Regions from separate parts of the Mus musculus genome. Here regions 1, 2 and 3 are each linked to region 4. A link is a contact called in public HiChIP or PLAC-seq and promoter capture Hi-C data. All regions are on one chromosome and are shown on one strand. The core of a region is the stretch at or near the end of the contact, and the rest is flanking DNA. Distances in the headings are between cores, read along the strand shown.

What was found. Promoter capture Hi-C pulls out the DNA fragments that hold promoters and counts their contacts. HiChIP or PLAC-seq counts read pairs in DNA pulled down with a chosen protein or histone mark. Capture Hi-C pulls out chosen DNA fragments and counts their contacts.
Region 1: a promoter capture Hi-C map of second pharyngeal arch cranial neural crest shows a contact between it and region 4. The contact joins the promoter of Ippk here to the promoter of Id4 in region 4.
Region 2: an HNF4G HiChIP or PLAC-seq map of pancreatic cancer cells shows a contact between it and region 4. The contact joins the promoter of Rnf144b here to the promoter of Id4 in region 4. A contact is called at or near these places in 3 of 39 promoter capture datasets (cranial neural crest, embryonic stem cells and second pharyngeal arch cranial neural crest) and 3 of 115 datasets of contacts at active chromatin or transcription factors (astrocytes, forebrain and pancreatic cancer cells).
Region 3: a promoter capture Hi-C map of adipose tissue shows a contact between it and region 4, with 5 times the contacts expected there. The contact joins the promoter of Kdm1b here to the promoter of Id4 in region 4. A contact is called at or near these places in 1 of 39 promoter capture datasets (liver), 1 of 484 Hi-C or Micro-C datasets (embryonic stem cells), 1 of 115 datasets of contacts at active chromatin or transcription factors (neural tube) and 1 of 9 other capture datasets (adipose tissue).

The regions. Positions count from the first base shown.
Region 1 is chr13:49,419,943-49,422,705 of GRCm38.p6, reverse strand. It overlaps Ippk (inositol 1,3,4,5,6-pentakisphosphate 2-kinase), which reads right to left and starts at 1,464. Exons shown (of 13, transcript NM_199056.4): 1 at 1,240-1,464. The coding sequence starts at 1,320.
Region 2 is chr13:47,192,685-47,195,384 of GRCm38.p6, reverse strand. It overlaps Rnf144b (ring finger protein 144B), which reads right to left and starts at 1,382. Exons shown (of 8, transcript NM_001170643.1): 1 at 1,265-1,382.
Region 3 is chr13:47,042,153-47,044,873 of GRCm38.p6, reverse strand. Kdm1b (lysine (K)-specific demethylase 1B) reads right to left here and starts at 1,375. Exons shown (of 21, transcript NM_172262.3): 1 at 1,204-1,375. It overlaps Tpmt (thiopurine methyltransferase), which reads left to right and starts at 1,657. Exons shown (of 9, transcript NM_016785.2): 1 at 1,657-1,770.
Region 4 is chr13:48,259,830-48,262,529 of GRCm38.p6, reverse strand. Id4 (inhibitor of DNA binding 4) reads right to left here and starts at 1,414. Exons shown (of 3, transcript NM_031166.3): 1 at 592-1,414; 2 at 183-245. The coding sequence starts at 1,032. The coding sequence ends at 201. A330033J07Rik (RIKEN cDNA A330033J07 gene) reads left to right here. Exons shown (of 3, transcript NR_102303.1): 1 at 1-610.

The DNA.
Region 1 (2,763 bases), core at 215-2,714, 1.2 Mb before region 4:
GCCTAAGGATAGCTGTGTATGCATGCTACAGAGGAGGAAGGGCTGACAGGGGACTTTAGAAGAGCTTTTCAACTCAGTGACTGATGCTCGATCAGAAAGAGTGAGCATGCCTGGGGAGGCTAGGTAAAAGCCTCCCTCTCTCCAGGACTGGATGAGACAGGCCTGGGAAGCTGAGCAGAGAAACAAAGCTCACCTGCTCTCAAAGGAGAAGGGGGACTACAGACATGCCCAGGACCGAAGGGAGCAGAGTTTCTCCACCCCACTTACATTAGCACTCCTTGGTCACAAAAGGCCTTAAAACACTTCCAAGAGGGGCCTTCTCCTCTTCAGTCTACATTCTGAACAAATACACCAGGAGGTCAGAGGTGCCAACTAGACACAAGACCCAAGCTCTAGGCTGCTCAACACTCAGTACAGCTCCATACAATCTGAACTTCAGAGAGACAAAAGTACATCCTATTCCTCTCTTCACTTTCCTAATGCAGCCTACTGCTTCTCAGTGGTGGAGGTGTGAATCACCCCAGCTCCCTGAGTTATTAACCTTCTCACATGACACCTCCCCGCCTTCTACTCCCCCAGCCCACCACATTCCTGCTAGCTTGTAATCAGGCAGCAAAATGTCAGAGAAATCTGGGGCTGCACACAGATCCATCCATATGCTTCTCTTCCTTTAAATTCGCCTCCTTGGAAAGGACTACATCTTCTGAAACCGCCTTTCAAGTTGAACGAAGGAGAAACCATTTAAAGTATATGATCGGGACGCGAACCTGTGGCAGCGCCCCGTTCCTGACAGCGCAGCAGCAAGGCAGAACACCAGCTCTGTGGTTTCTCGAGGCTGAACTCCACTCGGTGGGCTGACAGCACTCTGGGAACTTTCCCCTGTGCTGCCCAGGCCCTGGTCCAGGCTCAGCCTCTGGCCCACCGTTGCCTGACAGTAAGACGAGCATCCCGGGGGAGGCTGCACGGTGTGAGGCCACGCGGCACGCACAGCGCATGAGGAAAGAGTACTGACGGGACAGAGAGAACCGAGAAGGGACACTAGGAGGAAAGGGGAGCCAACGGAGCTAGGGGTGCCGGGGATGAGTATGGAGCAGAGGAGGGTACTGTGGGGGTGCCAGGGAACCACCCGGGCGGAAGCTGGAGGAAGAGTCACGACCTGGGTACCTGGACGGTACCAGGCACAGAGCTTCGGGAGCCGTCGGGTGAGGCCCGGAGCCGGGCTGCCCGCCAGCCGCTCACCTGCGCGTGGGCCACCACAAGGCTCTTGTTGCCTTCGCCATGGTAACTCCATTCATTCTCGTCCATTTTCCCCTCTTCCATGCCCCGGCGCCCTGGAACTTCGCGGGCCGGGACGTGGGGACGAGAGCTGGAGGCCGCCCGCCTCGCAGGGCTCCCGCCGCAGCCGTCTGAAGAAAAGCGCCTGTCAGCTGCCGCCTGCGCTCTCAGCGGCGGCGACTTGCAGGCAAGGAGCGCCGGAAGCCACGCCCCCGGCGGCCGCCATTCCCAGAACGGTCAACTTCCGGGTCCCGCCCACCTTACCCTCGACGTCCAGGGTGGTAGGTGGAGTGGAAGCCATATTATGTGCTGGCAGAGTGACTCACTTCCGAAACGCGGACCTGGGAACCGGAAGGGAGGTTTCCGGATCTGCTCCCGGACCTTGAGGCCGGCGGCTTCCTGGCGCCCCGAGTCCGAGGCGCTCACCCTCGCACTGTCCTAGGGCCACGGCTGGATCTTCGTGGGGCTGCAGTAAGGCGCCGGGCGACTCTGAGCCTCCGCTTACATCTGTAGAATGGGATGCACCTTCAATGGCCTTGCTCCGGCCAAGAGAGCCATTAGGTGGTGTTCACACTACTCCGGGAAACGTGGCGAGGAAACCTCACCGTGGAGCCTTTGCCCCAAGACATCCAGAAATGCAGATGAGGCAATAGACTCTCCCACCCCATCCCAGCAGAAAGCAATGACCTCAGTTTATCCTTTAATGCGGGGAAGATTGGCCCTGCCTGGTAGAGCTGCCTAAAGAATTATATGCGGTCCTTGTGCTCTTAAAAATGATTTGGGGCTGGACATGGTGATGCTCTCAGCATTCTGGATGTGGAAGCAAGAGATTTCTAGGAGTTCGAGACCGGCCAGGGTTACTTAGTGAGATCCTGTCTCAAACATAATTTTCATATTTGTGTTAAATTGTTTGGCCACAGCACTGAATATTGCTGTAACTGGTGTATGTGAAGAAAATCCAGCTTAATGCAGGCAGATAGTATGGGTTTTTTTGTGTTAATTTTTCCAAGGAAGACTGGGAAAAAAACAAAAAAACCTGTTCATTCTAAATAGGACACCAACAACAGACTGAAAGATCCTAATAGAATGTAAAAGGTCACAGAAGCCCTCAAATTGGCAAAATAGATTTCATTGTTAGTAAAAGTAGCTTCACTGATTTAGAAAAATAGAGGTGCACAATGCTCTGGCCGCGCCTTGAACCCGTGTGTCTGCCAATGTTCTGACCGTTCCTTAAACCCAGGTGTGTGCCCACTGCTGCACCTCACTGCGAGGTGTTTGTGATATTGGTTGCTGGGATAGAATCGAAAAATCTCCCCAGTAACCACAGCCGGGCCAATCCAGAGTTGCTCCACCTGCACCAGACTCTTTCCTTGTACCCCTCCCATACCCATTTCTTAAGAATAGACATTGTTTAGATCTGGAAATCCCCTACTCCCCCCTTCTCCTCCCCCCCCCCCCCCGTGAGGGCCTATAAAAACTGGGACCCCT
Region 2 (2,700 bases), core at 133-2,632, 1.1 Mb after region 4:
CCTCCTCCCTCCCTTTCTCCCTCCTTCCACTACTTCCAACTTGATGCCCACTGCAAAGCAGAAAATGCTAACCGCGGTGCCCAAGGGCAGGCTGTGGGGTGGAGAAACTGGTAGCTTTGCACTTCATTACACAGCTATCTCCAAGTGGGTTTGTGGGTCTGCTTTAGATTTCTTTCCCTTTTTTTTCTCCCTCTCTTTCAGTTCAAGGTAGTTTCGGAAACACTTAAGGGTATGATGCCCATGAGGAAAAGGAGTGAGGTTTACAAAGAGCCAGTGAGGAGGAGGAGGGACCCAGCGAGGGATCATCTGTGAATGGAAGCAGAGAGCTAGAGACTCACCTCAGGGGAAGCTGCGGCAGATACTTTAACTGCCAACAGCCCCGTGAAGGCTGGCTGGGCTCCTTTTGCCTCTTGCCCACACCCTAAAAACTGAGTCATCTCAAAGTTCATTTATTTTGCTTCTGGGCAGAGACACCCCTCAGCCGCTGCTTCAGAAATGCTGAGGACCATGTCCTTCAGGCCATACCTCCTGCGCTAAAACCGACAGAAGTGCCTAGCCAGAAGCCCCGTGGTAAGGGTTCCAGCTCGGGTTTTGATAAGGTCGCTGGGGCTGAAAGTGCGAAGAAAGAAACCAGTGGAAACATACAGAGAACTGTCTTCTGAGAATTCGGCAAGGGGTGTGTGTGTAAGATTAACAGCAGAATCCCCGGAAAGGGCCCTGGGAGGAGCTCGCCAAGATACCCTTCCTGGGTGAAAAAACGGGATCAGTTTCATTCTAACATCAACTTGAAAACAGGGCAGAGCCTCTCTCTCTCTTATCAGCAATTACCTGATAAAAAATAATCACCATAACGTATAGCCCAGAATCCACGGTTAACGTAACGTATTATTCATAGCTTTGTGTGTCAACATACTACTGTGCATTTCCAAATAACAGAAGGTAGACAGCCAACTGTCTCTCCCGGAGACACACCAGAGGACTGATCCGATATGCAGTTTATGATAAGGTCTATAGAGATCACTCTATTAGAAAGTAAACTGATTTGTTTCGACCTTTTCAAAAGCACTTATTTTAAAAATAAATAAAGTTAACAGGTGTTTGAAGCATTGGAATGCATGCAGTTCTGCATGGCTTAAGCCCTGGAAATAGAATTTAGCCATAACCACCGGGTAGCCTCGGTCCCGTCCCTCTCCGTATTTTAGCTAGCAGCCTTCTTGGCTTGCAGCGCCTGTATCCTGCGCACTAGCACCCCTTCTAGACCTACCTGGCTGGAGCTGAAGTCCTCAGGCTGCTTGGCGTCTCTCTAGCAGGTCCAGCCTGGGCCAGCCGGGGCAGCGGGCACACCGCGGAGGAAGGGCTCTCTCATTCTCTTCCCTCTCCCTGAGTGCTCCGCCCGGCTGACAGCTTTACACTTTTGCAGGATTGCCACAGGACTCCACGCCCAGACCTACAGCTCGGGAAGAGGAGGAGTCCCTCTCCGCCTCCTTGTCTTGACAGGCAGGAACCTTGCAGAACCAGCCAGCAGCTCGGGGCGCGCAGCAGCCAGAGCGTTTATTTATACAGGAAGCTCGGCGCCGCACTTCCTACTTCCCATCTGGGTCGCACTTCGACTGCAGGTGATGGCCTTAACCCTGTCCGATCCCATGCAGGCAGAGCGCAGAGCAGTGGCTCTCAGGTCGGGGACCTGGCGTTGCCCCAGGAATCCTGCGCCGGGTGTGAGCAGCACCCCCCACTGCGCTTCCTCCTGCTCACCCGCAAGCTTCACCTTGCTTGGCCTGCAGCTCTTGCAGTCTCTGTGTGTCTTCACAGGCCACCTTTCCTCTTCTTCTTTTAACAGCCCTTGACTTGCCTGCTCACCTCCCTCAAACCCTTCCTACCCCCACCACCATCACCCTCCGCGCGACCCACCTCAACTCAAGTGTGTACTTTAGCTGTCCAAGTGCATCTGATGTGGGCAAATCAAGTTAGAAGCCTTAGTATACTTACAGTGATTTCACTTCAAGTGCTTTGTCAATAAAAGACGTGAGAAGCACATGTAAGGTAACTAGTTATATTTTCACTTAATGGAAATCCAACAGCTATTCCAGAAAACAGGAGTAGCAAGCCGCCATGACAGCGGATGCTTAATTATTACTGTGTTTTTAATAAATGGCAAACCCTCACTCTCACTGCCAGCCCCTACAGGTCACAAGAACAAGCCCAAACCTGTTGAACATTGCAGTTTTGAAAGATCTCTGGCACAGGGATTTTTCTGTGGGCTTTCTGCAACCTTCCTTTCCTTTAGCAGCTAAGGTCAGGATGTACTTCCTGAAGGGAATGGGGCTCACAGATGCTTCCTGGGACAGGTAAACGGGTGCTGTAAGGAAGCAGTCCACCTCTCAGCTGCTGGGAAAGCCCAGTTCAGAACACCGTGCGCATGCGCATGCCCCTATATGTAAAGCTAGAGGGGAAGAGAGGGACTGCAGACAGTAGAATACACAATAGGGACCTAAAGGTCTGAGTGGTACTTGCCTTTAATCCCAGCACTCAGGGAGGCAGATCTCTGAATTCGAGGCCAACCTGATCTACAGGGTGAATTCTAAGACAGCCAGGGCTACACAAAGAAAGCCTATCTTGAAAAACAAAACACAAAAAAAGGAACCTAAAATCATACAACCAGAAGACATTTGAGCTTGCAAAGTCCTAGTTATTTTAACCCAA
Region 3 (2,721 bases), core at 126-2,625, 1.2 Mb after region 4:
AGGCTGAAGACTAACCAACGCTTTTTGAGCTGTGCCTGGGTTAAGAAAGGGATTCCCCACACCTGGCGTGGTCTGCTGCTTGCTCGAGAACTTGGGCCTCGGTGGCTGGGTTCCAGATCACTCAACCCCAACTTTCTGCAGCTGGGCCTGCTTCTCTTACAGGCCAGCTGCGCCGACTATCAGCCATATGGACCGGGACCTGGTGGTGTGCAATCCCAAGGAAGGCTTGCTTGAGCCCTCATCAGCGGCCCTCGCGGCAGATGCCCAAGGTATCCGCTACACCAGCGAACCTGACGGCGCCTCGCTGCCCAAGGTGGGGATCGCAACCTGGGATCCCTCCTCCTGGCCGCGGTGCTCCCACTGCCCCACACAGGAGCCCAGCGTGGGGTTTCTCCTCACCACCACAGAGCGGGAAGGGAAGCCTGGGCCCCTCCTACCAAGCTTTGGGGATTCCCGACCACCCTGAGTGGGGAAGGCAGTCTGGTGTCCCCCCTCCTGGCTGCGGGGTTTCCACGTCCCTGGTGGGAGCACAGTATAGGGTCCCTCCTTTTGGCTACGGGGTTCCCTGGTCCGCAAGTGGGACCGCAGCCTAGGGTCTCTCTTCGCGACTGGCGGGGGGTGGTTTCCACGGCCCCGAGTGGGAGCCCAGAGTGGGGTTCCCTCCTTTGGGCTAAGAGATTCCTACAGTGGGGTAACTCCTCTACGTTAAGGGGCTCCTACAGCTCCGGGTGGGAGCAGAGAAAGGGGTCCTGCCTCCATGTAGATGGGTTCCCTACAGCGCTGGGTGGAATCCCAGAGTAAGACCCCTCCTCCAGGCTGCGGGGTTCCCATAGCCCAGAGTGGAAATCCAGACTGGGGTCCTGTCCACCCGGTCCGCAGCTGGTGCCGGCGCCAGAGTGCCAGGTGCAGCCGCCGCCCAACTCACCTCCGCCCGGCCGAGGCGCAAGCAGCTCCCTGCAGGGTTCCAAGAGAGCGACGAGTGGGAAAGCCCGCGGCGCCGCAACCCCGCAGCCCAGCGCGGGAAGCCCCGGCTTGCACAGGGTCCCCCACGCCACCCCTTCCAAACGCGGGACGCCGGGGAGCCCCGGGGAACGCGCGCGCCTCCAGACCAGGCTCAACACACAGCCGGCCGCTTTGTGCGGAGCTGTCACCCGAAGCCCGCCGCCACCCCCAAGCGCGCCCGCGTGAGGCTCGAGTCCCTACCTCAGAGCGCTGGCCAGGGGGCGAATGCTGCCCTGGGCTGCACCGGGCTGCACCGGACGGCCTGATCCGCACTGCCAGCTGCAGCAGCTCGGCCGCCGCCGCTTCCGCCCCTATCACGCCGTGACCCGGAGTGGGAGGAGCGCACAGGCCCAGGGAGCAGGAGGGTCCCGGCGCTCGCCCCGCCCCGATGATTTCCGCCACTGCGCAATCTCGGCAGCTGCTAAGGGCGGGGCCCTACGCGTTCTGGGCGGAGACCTTGCTTCGGGGCGGGGCTTAGGTTTGAAGGTGGGGCCTGGGCGGCCTGGGTGGGGTCACAGGGTCCTGGGAGGGGCCTGCGCGCCCTGGGCGTGGTCTGCACGCTGGGCGGAGCCTGCGTGTCCTGGGCAGAGTTCTCACGCCCCGGGCAGGGCCTATAGGACCGGAGCCTGGATAATCTTTTCCGGGGTGGGATCAGACCACATTGGGCGGGGCCTTCGCCCCTGGGGCGGGGCCTGTGAGTCCTTGCACAGCTCCCGGCTTACAAAGGCGGGCTAGTGTCTGAGAGGTAAGCAGCTAGCTGCAGCCAAGGTAAGTAAGTTCTCAACCGGTAGTAAAGGCGGTCATCTGCTAAGACTGTGTGAGCCTGTTACAGCGTTTTTTCAGAATGGGGCTCCCGAAAAGCATGGATGACCCAGCTACTTGAGTCCCGAAAAGGGGTTCCGATAACCGCAGCAAAAACTGGGAATAAATGATCAGACTAGAAATGCTTTGAGTCCGATGTATTAAGTAGCCCCTTGCTTAGTGGTGTGTTTCAGATAACAATGTCCACGTGTAAAATACTGAGCCATCCTGGAGATTTGTGGACTTCAGTGAAGTTAGCTTTTCAGTTTAATGAAATTCAAAAATAAAACTAAAGCAGAACCCAAGCATTGTTGTGTACGAGGAAGCTGAGGCAGGAGGATCAGGGCGAGCTAGAGGTCAGCCTGTACTATATAGTGAGTTCTAGATAGACCCTCTGTTAAAAATGAAAAAAAAAAATCCTAGGCAGAAAAAGATGTTTTTTAGGTAGGCATATTGGACGTAAACGTTTGTTAGTGGGAGTTATTGCGGATCTGTCTTTTCTCAACCTTGTACTTTGCACCTTTATTGTTTTTAGAATTTTTTTTTTTCTCAAAAAATGATCAGTGAGCACCACTCTGAGGCGCTGTTACAACAGCTAAGTGGTTGTGTTTAACAGCCCCAGCTTCGGTGAGGTAGAGCTGGGTGGGCTAAAGATCTTTCTTCTGTGTTCAGGAGAGCCCTTGTTTCTGTAGGGCACCTTTGGGCATCACAGCTTCTGATAGAGAGTGGAGATGGGAGGAGAGCGATTCTCTTGCTTTTCTGTATCCACAATAATCCCATACTTCCCTCCGACCTCTCAGAATGCTGGACTCTGCCCCCTGACATGAGCATCAGGGAAAAGCCTTTTGTTAGCAAATACTTGGCTGTGAAGTGCATTTCCGTTCCCAGAGTTGATGGGGATGGTCCTTCTTTAATCCT
Region 4 (2,700 bases), core at 165-2,664:
CCGAGTTGGAAAGCTAAGTGGACTGTCTCGCTAACTGGGTGGCAGAGAGGTATGGGTGTCCCCGGGGCTTTTACGCTTCGAAATGCTAGGGGACAAAGATCGCAGCAGTGCCTGGCACCGGCAGCCCCTGGGGAGGTGCGAGCATGGTAGCCCACTAACCATTCGGGGACCTGAGCGCTCACCTGGCCATCCATCGCAGCTCAGCGGCAGAGAATGCTGTCACCCTGCTTGTTCACGGCGCCGGCCTGGAACAGCAACCCAACACCAAGGGGAAAAACGGTTAGAGTGCGCATATCACAGTGTCGCCACCACCCAGGAGACGTCCTGGAAAACTAGGCAGGCGAGCAGAGTCCCCACCCGAGCCCGAAGCTGGGGAAGCCTCCTGTGATGCAAGGGACACTCCGGAGACGCAGGGCTCCAAGTCCCAACCGCCCTCGGCTCAGGGACCAGTGGATCACCAAGCCCAGCAGGCGGCTCTCGGTGGAGACGGGAGAAGCGGCTGTCATTCCCTGAGAGGAGCAAGACCACCCGTATCTCGCCGCCCCGCCACCTTTCCCGCGATGCCCAGGGTGCCCCGCCAAGGCTTCTCACCGGGTCAGTGTTGAGCGCGGTGAGTGGGGTCCGCGGCGGCGCGACCGGACAAGCCCCGGCCGGGTGGAGAGGTGGCGCGGGCGGTGGCGGCTGTCTCAGCAAAGCAGGGTGAGTCTCCAGCGCCAGCTGCAGGTCCAGGATGTAGTCGATAACGTGCTGCAGGATCTCCACTTTGCTGACTTTCTTGTTGGGCGGGATGGTAGGCACGAGCCTCCGCAGGCGACTGTAGCAGTCGTTCATATCGCACTGCAGGCACAGCGCCGGCTCATCGGCCGCCGCCTCGGCCGCCTTGCAGCGCGCGGCCGCCGCAGCGGCGGCGGCGGCTGCCGAGCCACCCAGGCTGTGGCCGTGCTCCGCCAGGCAGCGTAGCGCCAGCTCCCCGCCGCCGCAGCCCGACGGCGCCTTGCGGCCCGAGGGGCGCACCGGGCTCACCGCCTTCATCGCGCGCTTCCTGCGCGAGAGGACCGCGACAAGCGGTAGAGCGAGCTCCGGGTCCCCGCCCGCAATTTGCTTTGCTCCCCTCTCCTGCGCGTCCGGCGCTCGCAGCACCCGGCGGCTCCGAGCTCCAGAAATCGACCGGAGAGCTGCTCGGGGTTTTGGAAAGGGTATCTCAGGTTTTTGTTTTTTTGTTTTTTTTCTTTTTTTGTGAGCGACAATCGGCCCGAAGCAAAAGACAAGAAAAATCAAAAGCCCCGGAAAATAAAAAAAGTAGCCCACCCTGGTCCCTGAGCCGTTCCCTTCTGAGCTTCGACTAAGGTGGATCGCCCGGTGACTGCCCCCCCTCAAAGTAACGACTTCCAACCGCGCCTCCCAGCTCAACAGCGTCGCTCGGCTCCGGCACAGCAGTATTTGTAGAGCCGCGCGCCTTGGGGGCGGGGCCAGCGCGCGGGCCGGGTCGCCACAAGAACCGGACGCGGGCGAGCTCGGCGCGCGGGCGGCGGCGCGGAGGGAGGTGGCGAGGGCGGGGCGCCGGGCAACCCGAGGGCGGGGATGGGCGGGGGGTCGGGAGTGACCAGCCAATCAGGAGGACAGTGCCACCTCGGGGAATGACGCTCGGGCCAATGGGAAGGGCACTCCATTCCGTCAACGCTGTGGGAGGGGTGAATCTGAGAAAATGAGAGCCGGGTGGGAGTCGGGCCAGGATGGAGAGTGCCCGAGGGAGGGGAAGAGAGAGAGAAGTTCCTACGAAGAACTAGGGGAATGTGCTGGCTGGAATGCGTTCTCCATGGGCCTAAGCTGCTGAGGGACTCTGAGCCTTGTTTGTGGGTCCCCTGTCACTCTTCAAGGGGGGGAGTTCAGTCCCCAGGCCTTCAGTCCCTAAGATTCCAGTGCTTTCAGAAGGACTCGCTTTCAAGAAGCGAGTTGGTTCATTTGTCCATGTTATCCTCCTTCGGCATCACCATTCATCTTTGCACAATTGCGAAGCCCTTATAATGGAATGAAAACGGGTAGCCTTCCCGTATGTGTGTATGCATATACATGCAGGCTAAAGCTTAGTAAAAGAAAAATATAGGAAAAGAATGTCGAAAGCCGGATCCAGTGCAGGATTTCTGATGAAGGTAAATACACATAAAACAAGATCCAAGATCGTGGTGGGTTTTTCTTGGACCTATCCAGATGCAGAAGTGGGCTTAAGACATGCAATCCTTTGCGGGTGTTAAATTAGAGCATGCAGAAATAAAAAATGCACGGACACGAAGTGTTTAAAATTCCACCATGACATATAATATTAATCTGATTTATGTAAAATTCATACCTGTAACTTAATTTAAGCCATTAATGCACAGCTTCATATATTTCAGCGCACTTCGATTTGAATAAGGAAATAAGAATAGTCCAGAGGCTTCCCTGTAGAGCTACGAAATATTAGCATTCACATCTCCAGGGTCCTGCTTAGGCCCCACCCTGCTACAAGGCCTGTTTCTTTAAGGGTGTTGTGTGTGTGTGTGTGTGTGTGTGGCTTTTTAGCAGAAAAACAGTCCTTCAAGGGTTCAAAATAAGTGTTGCTTGTGTGTCCTCTTCAAGAAAAAACAACCAAGCTCTTCAGATGGCAAATGAGCATAAAGCTCACAGCTCATGGGAAATGAATTTCGAGTGCTTTCCCCCTGC